2 separate regions of the Mus musculus genome follow, and region 1 is linked to region 2. The links are chromatin contacts, called in public HiChIP or PLAC-seq maps. All regions are on one chromosome and are shown on one strand. The core of a region is the stretch at or near the end of the contact, and the rest is flanking DNA. Distances in the headings are between cores, read along the strand shown.

Region 1 (5,837 bases), core at 1,878-4,377, 210 kb before region 2:
GGGGGTGGGGGGAGAGTGGAGAGGCAGGGGGTGTGGTCCGGCTGAGAGTAAAACAGAAACTCGGTTTGTTTGGGGTTCTGAAACCATCCATGTTTTATTGCATCCGCCTCAGAGTCAACTAAGACTTAATGAGCATCCAGGCGGGAAAAGCACAAGGAGATTTGCTCGGTGCTCGGGAGGGGACCTGAGTGAGGGGAGTCTGTTTACTTTCTCTTGCAACTAGAGGTTGCAACATCTTCCCCAAATGGCTCCTTCTAGTGCCGGGGGTATAGACAGGCAAGTCAAAAGGCATCAGGTTTCAGCTCTCTGAGTAATCCAAGATCATTCAGCCAAGAAGACCTTCGAAGTTGGCCCTGTCTACAGCTTGTAATGAAAAGGGTAATCTGTCGTGTAATGAAAAACAGTACCCACAAAACAAACCAGTCTCCGACGGCCTTCCACCTCGCACCACTCTACCCTAAAACCCGCCAGTGACAAATATTACTATCCAGTTCCACCCCCAAAAGAGGAAGCAGTAGATCTTCCTCTTAATAACTTCCCAAAGTGTTACAAATAATAAAAGGGGCGCATAAATCATCGCCCAAGCGACTCAATGCGGACCACGAAGGATTTACTTCTCTTGAGCCTTAGCTTCCAATCGCTCTCTCATTGGTTTATTTCTCGAAGTCCGCCCCCAGATCCATGCTCTTATTGGTCAATATGGCAGGGTGACGAGTAGAAAGGGCGTGGGGTTGGTGGGAGGCTGGATTTTTCCAGTGCGCAAGCGTTCTAGGGTGTGCGGGTGTGATTGACAGCCAGGGGGAAACAAGTGCGCGTGCGTGGATGAGTGAGCCAGTCAGAGACACACAGAGACAGAGACACACAGAGACAGAGACACATAGAAAAAAGAAAGAGGGAGAGGGATGGAGAGAGAAAGAGAGAGAGAGAGAGAGAGAGAGAGAAAGGAAGGGGGGGAGAGAAAGAAAGAAATGAGGTGTAAGGAGAAGGAAGAGAGCTAAGGTGAAAGAGACCTATGGCGAGGTGGTGGGTGCTGACACTGGTGGGGTGCAGTCCTAGCTGCAGGCATTTCCCGCTGAGTCAGATTGTTGTGCCCGGTCCTCCACAGATCCTCTAGGAGGGCCTGGAAGGGATTCACTGAGGACGGTCTTCACCAGGCTAACTGTTGGTAGGGAGTAAAGAGAAATAGGAGGCTTGCTTTCCTCTAGGAATCCACTTAAAATCGCCAGAAGTTTATTTTTATAGCCGTGTTATTCGTGCATTTCCGGAAAAGCACACAATTCAAGCCCTCAATGTCCCAGGTATCGTAGTCCTAGGCACTCCACTAATAGCCAGCATCACTCCAGCCCTGTGTGGCTTCTCACAAACACATCTGCCACAGCTCTCTAAGCGGCTTGTAATCGAAGAGGCCCGAGAAAAAGACACACTGTAAGAGTGCTTGGGTGGAAGGAAAAAAAATAAATAAAGAGGAAAAAAATACGTAAAGGAAGAAAATTAGAAAAGTGCAGCCACTAAAGAATAGTGACAGAAAAAAAACCAAACAAACAAATAAACAAACAAAACTACCCGCCCCATCCCCAAACATACGTACAAACAAAAAGACAAAACCGCGGAAGGACAAGTCCGCTCACTACTGAGTGGAAAATTTGGAAATCATTCCAGGACCGGCTTTATACAGAAGGATCAAACCCGGTTTGTGTAGATGCCTGTTAACGCCTGCTACAAAATTCTTGAGAGGCGAGGGCCGGTGTCTGCAGCTGCAGCCGCTGGGCCGCTGCCCGCTTGCATCCAAATTCCAGCGTCTGGAAGCGAGAGGCCCGGATTGTTTCCTCACTCCGGCCGGCCGCGGATTCCTTCCTGCACGTATTTTAGGGCAATAATAAACGCCTTGTGAAGCTGGGCATGTTTTAAATTACAATATTCCTGGAAGATCTAGTCGAGAATCTAAGTGTTTGGCTTTACGAATTTCTAAATTTAAAACTGTCCATGACTTCTTCACAGGCCCTACAGATTTTTTTTCCGTTAAAAAAAAAGTGTTTATGTGAGGAGAAATGTGCAAACAAAAGCATTCCAGTCTGTGAATGCACGGTAAATAAATACGGAGGAGAGGATGATCTAAGCGTGTCATTATTGATAAAGTAAAAAATGTTGTTTTAGATTCTCTTTTCTGTGTTTTTTCTTACGAAGCCAAGCTTTTAGCTTGCCTATGTACTGAAAGCAGTATTTTGTAAATACATTTATTTATAAATGTCATATTCATTTTTAATTTGACAATGATCATTTGTAACAAAAAATTGTTAGCTTAATTTTAGGAGTTTTATTATTCGTTTGACTACTTATTGATATTTTAAGCAGCAAACCTAAAATTAATAACCAAGGCTTTGATAGCTGCTTATTTTTGTTTCATTGAAAGTCCTTATTTTATTAGGTAGATATATAGCTGAATTAATTTTTGAAACGATGAGTAAAAACGATATTTTTCTTTCGCTTTGCTAGAGCAAAAGTATATTTTCATTCTTCTCCGTCCGACTCCTGCTCTTCTAGCAGCCACAGCAAACTGACAGGCTCCAGCCTGTTGGAGGACTAGTATGCAAATTTCGGATGATTGACACCTCTAGTGGAAACCAATCACGCTACAATAGGCTGCTGATTGGCTAACTATGGTCTGACGTATAATTGACGTTTTTAAAACATATTATCCAATCACAACAAGTCATGCAAATAAGTGAAGGAATCATATTACCAGAGATCAGAGGAAACTTGAGTACGCCCCCACGTGTTCAGTAGCCGGTACTGCAGAAACTACTGCCAAACTGTACGAAATACTCAATTCTACTGCTCGCTTTAGCCTTTCTTAAACTTTTTTGTCACTGAATATAAATGATCATTAAAAATTCCCCAAGAGGTATGATGGTTCATTTAAAAATATCTATGTGGCTACAGACTTTCAGAATCTATCCCCGTTTTTTTGTTTTTGTTTTTTGTTTTTGCTAATATTTTTATCCTCAAATCTAATCTTCTGTAACGAAGATCGTCCTTCTTCGTCTCAAGAGGACGAAGTTTACACAGCCGTTTGGTGAAGAAATCCCTGTAGGTTCAGACCTACAGGTCAGTGGAATTTGGTGGCTGTCGTGAAGTTCCACGTGTTACCGCCAGATGGCATAAGGCTCATCTTTTCTTTGCCTCTCAGCACTCTCCCCAAATTCTGCAAGTAATTTAGAAAAATTAATAACCAAACAGTTTTATATTTTATAACCGAGTGAAGTGGGACACCCTTGTACTATTAGAAAGCTACATATTACGAAAATCAGTTTGTTGGTTGTTGCTTTAATGGGAAGCTTCCTCTTGAGACTTTTGCCCAGTCAAGTTTTAGAGTAAACTACACATTCAGTGTTTGCAAAAACTTTTCCTTAAAGGGAACTGGGCGGCCATAAGGGATCGAGGCGGCCGCGCTTCGGGAGTGTCATTTTCGGTTTTTTAGGAATTAAAGTGAAATTAAAGTTGGAGGGGAAAGCTTAATTTTCCAACGACCACTCTTCCTTTCCCCAGATGCCTGCCTGGTCGCAGCCCGGGAGCCGAAGGTTGCGTTGCTGCTTTCGGACACATTTGCAGTTAACACACCCGGCTCTTTCAGCGATTCGTGTTGGGACCTCGGTCACAGGAAGGACTTTCTGTGCTTTAGTATCGTTTCTAGGGCAGCGCTTTTGTTTTGCCAACTCCAGCGGAAGACACGAGGATGAAACCCCGGGAAAGCTTTATCTCTGGCACCTCCAGTGTATATGTTTTTCTCTTTGGACTTATCAGGAAGAGAGGTGTTCGTGCGACCACAACCCCAAGGCCAGACTAAGAGCTAATGGTATTTTCAGAGGGGAGAAGGGAAGAAAGAAAAGAAAATCAAGTTGACAGGCGAGCTCTGCAGTTTCCACGAACATATTACGGGTTGACCACGCGGCCTCTTCACCCACCCACAAAAACCCCTGTACTCCGCTTTGGATCACTATACCTAATAGTCATGAAATTTAAAATCGTACCCAGTCTTCAAAAAATAACTCTGAAAAAGGCATATTTATTACTTTAAAAAAAATCACTCAGAATCCAGCCACGAGGCCCTCGTCCTACAAAATAGCGATTCATAGGCTTGTTACTTTGGGTTTCCCGTCTGCTGAATTTTATTTAGAAGCCAGTGATTAGAGTGGTTTCTCTAGTCCTCTCTCCTGCGGCCCCCTAACTGAGTTTACTTTACACCCTATCTCTGGATCCCGAACCTGCGTTACTTCAGCTCTGGTGCCTAAGAGTCAACTTCACAAACTGCAGGGGACAGACAGGAGGGCCTAACACTATCTTTGAGTTAGAATTACTTCTCCAGAAGTCCCAATCTTAAGTTTCTTATTTTTTACTGCCTATAAACTTATTGGCCTTTTATCTTCCGAAACAAAACACACTTAGAAACTTAAGTAAGAATTTTTGGGTACGCATAGTTCCCTTTTATGGGGTGGATGGAATTGAGTTTTTTTCAGTGCTTTAAGGAAAAAAAAAAAGCGTCTTTAAACAAACGGAGAAGGGTCCTGGAGGAGGACTATGGGGCCAGCTGCCCTTCCTAACTTCTCAGTCTGAGACTTTGGCATCTTCCGGGCAAGCGTGGGTTCAGGGCTTGCGGGGCAGATTGGCTGGCAGTTCCGTAAACCCAGGCTGGATGGAAGGCCGCAGTGCCCCCGGGCCCCAGAGCGGGTTTCATTTCTGCAGGGACCTCACCGGCGTCCCGCCGGGCGCTGTAAATCAGCCTTTCCTTGCTAGGAGCGCGGGGATGAGCACCGGCTCTCACCCTACGCCGCCTCCGGGGTCCATCAATCAAGCTCTCCCGCCCCAGCCTGAGTGCCGCCCGGGGCGCCTGCTTTGTGTCAGCCTGCAGCGGGCCTGGGTGGGGCGCCCCAGGGTTCGCAAGGGTCTGGAACACCCCTCAGTTTTTCCCACCCCGGGACGTGGTGACTGGAACCGTGATCTCTAATCTACAGAGCGAGTCCCCTCCTTTGCTGACGCCCCAATCCTTCCCCACTTCGTGTGATCCCTTCAACAATGTCACCCCAGAAGGGGCGAGGAGGATTCGTCACTAGCAACTTGATTTCCCCAGCAAATCCCGTTTCTGGACCTCAGTTTCTTGACTGTAAAACGATAGTTCCTTCTTCCTTCCTTCCTTCCTTCCTTCCTTCCTCCCTTCCTTCCTTCCTTCCTTCCTTCCTATCATCTACCATCAATCATTTATCCATTTTTATCTAGTTCCAGTGTTCTTTTGTTTGTGGAGAAGCATGAGCCTTTTGCCCTATACAATTTTTAAAAAAATTCCTTTCCTTCCGCTCAGATCTTCCCTCAGTGTCGTGCGCCTCACTCCACCCCTCCCTGCTCCCTGTTCTTTACAACTTACTGGGCACCAGACCATTGCAAAAAGCAACTCCATCCCTCAAGACACAGACCAGAACCTTGGGGAACTGAGCCCCGACCCGCCCTATTCCTTCTGGAGAGGCCACCAGGGGGCGACGCAGACCAAGAATAGAACAACAAGGAGCCACGTGTCTTTCTCCCAAAAATATTGTCAGGCTGGGCCTTGAACACTTTTCTTAGCTTCCCTATAGTGATTTCTTTTGCCATTTCCATTTGATCCTCGGCGCTCATACTAAATGGCTGTAGTCTGGGTACGTGGGGGAAGAAGGGTCACAAGCATAAGGAAGAGCAGCGGATGTCCAAGTGACAGAACACAGGAAATGTGCCAAATGCTAATCTTAAGCACCAAACTTTGATTCTTAGACTACGAAGGTCACACAATTTAGTGGGGTCTGGGCTGGAAC
Region 2 (5,969 bases), core at 3,251-5,750:
TCTAACTCGGCTGGAGGTGCCTTAGATTTTTTTATATTAAATACTTTTTAATAAAATCAAGAATAATAAGAATTTATACTACTATTTGTTTCAGAATAAGATAGGATACAGTCTAAGAAGTTGATTTAATTAAGTGAAAATCTGTGGTAAAATTCGAAACATCTTTATGAGCCTTTGATGTTTCTTTAAAAAGTTCAGGTGTTTCATAGCTCTCAAGATGGGAAAGAAATGACTACCACTGTATATCATCTCTCCTTAGTAGAAACAATGAAGTGGCATGCTCTAAAATGAAGAAGTGGGCTTTGCATGGAAATTTTACTTCCAATCAAAGAGGTTTAATTTAAGCCATTTTTTTCACAAAGCACATCACTGTTTTTTTTTTTTTTAATTTTTTTTTTTTAATTGGGGTTTCTCTCCCAAGTAGATCTCACGTGTTTCTTTCTCTTAGAAAGTATCCATTGCTAAACAGAAGCAGAACTTACATAGATTGTTTCTGGGGAGCCAAGAATCATGAAAGCTTCTTTAGAGGACGGCCTTACTTTATTTCATTAACCTGAAAGTATTGAAAGTTCTAATTAGAGGGTGATGTCTCTGTCCTCTGCTGTTTACGGAGGAGCACTCAATTCACATGGCTACCTTCCATCAATGCTAGTGGCCAAGTGAACATTATCACAGACCGTTATGACATACAGCTTCATCTGCCGGGAGGGTCTCCCATGTCAACATGCCCATTACTCATATGGAAGGGTGAATTCAGGCGCTACAGACTGCTGCAGGGTTTTTTTTTTTTTTTTTTTTTAAGTACCTGGCGTTGTCTGGCGATGTTTCATGCCATGTTTCATCATGGTTGAGGGGTGTTCATCAAAGCTTCAGCAGCCCCTTTGGCTCTCCCCTCAGGAGGAGTTCAGAGCTGCGTGGACAGCAGGATTGATAAGGCTTGCTATTTGTCTCTATAATTTCTAGATGAAGTGAAGATTTTTAAGAAACACCCTGTTTTGTCCAGAAATGGCTATGGACTGCAGCCGGAAGATTGTAGCTTCTCTGCAGACATGTCACAGTAAACCCAGGAAGGCACAGACTTAACCCACATGCCGGCTCAGGAATCATTTTCTCAAAGTAGAAGTCTCCCTTTCTTTTTAGGGTCATGCTAGCTTGCATTTTGGCCTCCAGCCTTTCCTCCTTCCTCCCTCTGAATTAACTGTGGTACTTTCATCGTACAAAGGGTTAATACCCTCACCACAACGAGCAGAGTGCAGTGCTGTGATCTAGCTAAGGATGTAATCAGCGGGTTTTTTTTTCTTACAATGCATTTGTATTAAGAATCAGTTTCAAAAGCAATATTGTGCTGTTGATAATTTCCAAGGTCAGACCCTACTGTTTCTAACAATAATAGGAGCAAGAGAGTGATGTGTTGCTTCCAATCAACCGCCATGGAGCGGACATTATCAAAGCCTGTATTTGCTGGAATCTACACTATCCGGTTTCCCACTTCACAAAGTGATCACTGGTTCCTCAACCAAAGACTGGCATGCAGGCAAGCAGAAGTCAAATCCAGTGCAGTGCATCCTGGGAGCCGCAGACGCACCATGGAGACAAGCCTGATCTGTAAGAGAGGGGTGCTGGAGGAGGAAAACATGGCAGGAGGATTGTTCTCCAACAGTCTGGGGTTTCTTTGACCAGAAAGCACATGGAAATCTGCCCAAGAAGTGAGGAAATTCTGGAGATATGATTGCTAAGAGAGCTATGGAGAAAGAAGGTCTTCAAACTAGGGTGCGTCTCGCCTTGCTAGTTCCTGCCCTTTGTCTCTGCATCTCCGCCTGAGTGGCAACCCTGACAACAAATGACAAGCCTTTTCCAGATGTCTTGGTGACTTTCTGACTCGCCCCCCAATAGATGATAACAGCTACCTTTCAATTCAGACTTTCCTATTTAAAAAACAATGAAATGTCTAATCGTCATGATTCTGTCAAGTCACTGTGACTGAGATTAGCAAACCGATCTGCACAGATAATGAAACTGAAGCTGAGTTCTTTTTCATCGAGACATAAAGCTGCAGAGCAGGAATTTAAAAACACAAACCACCACCTCCAAACCCTTTGCTTTTCTGCATTTGGATGACAGGGATTTAGAATAAGAGACACATGCGTTAGCCCACTGTGTCTGCCTTTCTGAACAGGAGGCTAGAGAGATGTAACATGCTCTTTTTCTTTTCTCAAAATTAACCTACGAAGAATCCAAAGCACTCCTATGTTTATGGACTTATACATTATTTGTACTGTTTTGAAATATTCAGGGAAAGAGGAAATATAATTCTTTGCCGTGGAATAAGCTAATAGCAGTGGGCAAGGAGCCGGAGCTAGCAGAAGCATCTTGATTGCTCCATACACTGATGAAAGCTGGGCTAGTGGGAGGAGGGATCAGCATCGTGCACACTGTGCCTGGGATCAGTACCAACCCACACGGGCCCCAAGAGGTGCCGCTAGCCTCACTTTATCCCATACCCACTTAAGGTGCTTTGGCAAGAATTCAGCCAGGATAACCAGTGCTTGGTTTGTAAGAGAACTACTGACAACTTCTATTTTACAAATGAAAAAAAAATGAAGCAAAGAAAGATTGTCTGATATCTAAACAGAAAAAAAAATATCAAAGGAAGGTGTCAGGATCTTCCGACAATGCCACGTGGCTTTTTCTACCCTTTTAGTTAAACTCAAAGGGTAGAGGAAAAAAAAAACTTTTGAAGCTACTTTTTCCTTCTTCTTAAACACTAGGCTGCCTATCCAAAAGAGAATTGATATCATTGGAGAATCCAAATCTCTGATATGGGATTTTCTTTCCATAACAGATTAGTGTGTCCATGGAAAGGTACCTTATTGCTTTTTTTTTTCTGTGTCTTAAAAGACGTGTGGTTCTGATTGACAGGGAGGGACCACAAAATGGCAGTGATGTTTTGTCTTAACTGCCCCCTCTCTCCCAGCCCTGATGTTCGGGCATCCACATTTCAGTTGTAGGTCTCCACCAAGTCTAGCACAAGTTCCATGGCACTTTGTGGAGATTCATCAAAATCCCAGGCCAGCATTTGTGAGAAGGTAGTGATTACACAATATCCATTTCCTACCATCTGTCCCCATATTGCTTTCAACTACCAGGCTAGTCACTGACTTAGGAATACAGGCAGAATACCAGGACTTAGGAATTCTCTTCATGGAGTTCAAAGGAACAGGCATGCTCGCATGCTCATAGACTCTATAGCTGTTTCTTACCACATGAAGCAGGCAGAGACTGCTGGATAGAGATGCACTTTACCATTGTAATGAAAACACGTTAAGCTCTCAAGGGCTGGCTTATACATCTTATGTGGACTGGAAGGGAGATGCCTCCTGGCTCCATGGGAGAGAGAGGACATAGGCCACAAAGGAGGAGGGGGAGAATGTGTTGTCAGTCTTCTCATTGCGAACATCCTTTATTCCAGATTGGGGTGGGGGGGGGGAGAGAGGGAGAGAAAGAGATATTAGTCTCATTATCATGGCATTTTGACTGCCCACCCTCTTCTTTCTCCAGCGTGTTCTCGTGATTCCCCAAAGAGCCTAAGTCAGAAGATAAAACCAGGAAGAAACGAGATGTTGTATTTGGCCAGTGAGTCAGACTTCCTGGCGGTACCTGAGTCACAGCACTCTCCACTCTCCAGTGATTAGTTTCTCTCTTCTCAGGCAATTCTGATTAATTGACACAATAAGGGTCTGAAAGCCCTAAAATGTGGGTCCAATTCCCAACCCTGATGCCAATCAGCTAAACAACCTGCAAGAGGATATGTAGAAAAATCAACAATTTTTCCATCTGCAAAATGACTGCCGCTGAGACACAGGGTGGCATTAAAAAAAAAAAAAAAAGTGTTCCAAACGCTAATTATACACCAGTCACTGTTCCAGACTGTGTCCCTTGGTATCCGTGCGCTGATTGCTTTCAGTGCAACGATGCTGCCTTAAAATCTCAGTGTGTTTCAAAAGAGTAAACATTTCGAAAGTCATCGGAGATACAGAATAGTGGATGTGGGGGGAAAAAAAAACTTAAGCAAGAATCCTGACATCCACTTCTTCACTTTTTAAGAAGGACATCAAGGCCCGAGAGAGACTACTGACCCAACCAAAGTCACAGCCGGGGTCACAGCAAAGTGCACGAGGCACTGGGCTTCGGCGTAGATCTGTAGTATGCTTCCTTCCATTCGCCGGCTCCCCACCACGGACCCCATGGAGGGGTTTCTCATGACGTGAGATTTTTTTTTTCTGGCCCTACACATATGACTGGGGTAGTATGTAAGGCCCTTTTGTGATCTAGCTGGATTCCCAACAGGTAGAGAGCGCGTTTCTTGATGACAGGGCTGCCAAGTCTCCTATGGGCTGCTGAAGCTGTGGAAAGTGGGGATAAACAGAGCCTGACAACCCCTGTTCCCGTGTCCTGACCTCTTCACCTCTCCTGCCATTTCCAACTTGGCTTCTCCAGGAGCTGCCTCCTGTTATTCAAGTCAGCAGGACTTCCAGGCATCAGGCTGCATGTGCCCCGGGCTGCTGGAGGAATATTTGCACAGTGGGGTGCAGGAGGTAGGTTAAAGTGCTGGAGAGACTGGCCGGTGATGGGCACAGAAGGGGCTCTGAGCATCTTCAAGCTTCCTTGGTCTGGAAACTTCCTCCCAAAGATTCCTTTTCTTTATTTTAACCAGTCATGCCCTGGAATCACTAATGTTCTCACTCTGATTAAAAAATTGTTTCTTGAAACCTTCTTGAAACTACCTCATTCTGGAATGTTCTTATCCAATAGGCAGCTTTAAGAAGAACCTAAGTGATAAATTTAAACAAATTAAATGCAGCTTAAGGATCATGGTGGATGACAATAGACATCCTACCTCAAGTTGACCTACAGAAATGTTCCTGCAGCCTCCTTCACAGTAGCTACAACGTAAAAGCAACACAAATTATCAGCGGATGCCTAGGTAAACTAAATGTCTTATACCTGCTCAGTGAACTGGTGCCCAGCAATGTAGACAAAGTAGTCACATTTGAAATGTGGACCAATCTTAAAATAGTTATGCTAAGTCGATGTCCTCTGAGAGTCTCCACCTACCAGCTGATTCAGACAGATGCAGACACTCACAGTCAGTGGATGGAGCTTGGGGACTCTTATGAAAGAATACGAGGAAGGATTGTGGGCCCAGAAGGGGATAGGAACTCTGCAGGAAGATCAACAGAGTCAACTAACCTGGACCCAGGGGGCTCTCAGAGACTGAACCACCAACCAAAGAAGAGCAAACATGGCTGGACCTAGGCCTCTCCATACATATGTTGCAGATGTGTGTGCAGCTGTGGCCTTCATGTGGGTCTGGAACAACTGTACCAGGGGCTATCCCAAAAGCTGTTGCCTGTACGAGGGATATGTTCTTCTAGCTGGGCTGCTTTTTCTGGCCTCAGTGGAAGAGAATGCATCTCGCCTCGCAGAGACTTGATGTCCCAGGGAAAGGGGAGATACCCAGGGCCCCCCACTCCTGCTCAGAGAAAGGTGGGTGGAGGAAGAATTGTGGTGGGATGGACAGGAGGGGGACAGTGAGCAAGATGTAAAGTATAAAAAAAAAGTTATGCTAAGTGAAAAAAGCCAGACAAAACAGAGCATAGTCTGAGTGATTCCATTTCTGTGAAATGCCCTACAAGGGAAACCAGAGACAGAAAATAGATTAGTGGCTATCAAAGGAGTAATGGGATTTTAAGTGAGTCTGGAGTTTCTTTTGGGGGTGATGCAGATGACCTAAACAGACCAATATTGCAGTTTCTCTACTCTCTACATTCACTGCAAGTTATTGAACTATCTATGTTGAGTAAATTTTCTGATACCCGAGTTATGCCTCCTAACGCTCTACAAATGAGCATCCACGGGACAGATGCCCCATCGCCCAGCACGGAAGACATCTTTGAAGTGTTTGGATA

The links. HiChIP or PLAC-seq counts read pairs in DNA pulled down with a chosen protein or histone mark.
Region 1: a CTCF HiChIP or PLAC-seq map of the NIH/3T3 cell line shows a contact between it and region 2, with 14 read pairs. The contact joins two enhancer-like sites. A contact is called at or near these places in 11 of 39 promoter capture datasets (the 3T3-L1 cell line, 3T3-L1-derived adipocytes, the C10 cell line and 7 more), 7 of 15 datasets of contacts at CTCF or cohesin (CD8 T cells, the NIH/3T3 cell line, embryonic stem cells and 3 more), 152 of 484 Hi-C or Micro-C datasets (the 3T3-L1 cell line, 3T3-L1-derived adipocytes, B cells and 82 more), 37 of 115 datasets of contacts at active chromatin or transcription factors (the 230-238 cell line, the NIH/3T3 cell line, PVALB interneurons and 23 more) and 2 of 9 other capture datasets (embryonic stem cells and embryonic trunk).

Annotation. Positions count from the first base shown.
Region 1 is chr6:51,167,926-51,173,762 of GRCm38.p6, reverse strand. No RefSeq gene overlaps it. Among named protein-coding and RNA genes, the nearest start is that of Gm32328, 4.4 kb to the right of the region's middle. Within about 2 kb of position 3,127, at least 195 of the 459 cell types and tissues checked have an H3K27ac peak or open chromatin away from gene starts, as enhancers often do. A contact at or near this core is called in the NIH/3T3 cell line, the STO cell line and stem cell-derived germline stem cell-like cells, where this site is marked.
Region 2 is chr6:50,958,237-50,964,205 of GRCm38.p6, reverse strand. No RefSeq gene overlaps it. Among named protein-coding and RNA genes, the nearest start is that of Gm31686, 17 kb to the right of the region's middle. RefSeq lists an enhancer at 5,968-5,969. Within about 2 kb of position 4,500, at least 13 of the 459 cell types and tissues checked have an H3K27ac peak or open chromatin away from gene starts, as enhancers often do. A contact at or near this core is called in the NIH/3T3 cell line, the STO cell line and stem cell-derived germline stem cell-like cells, where this site is marked.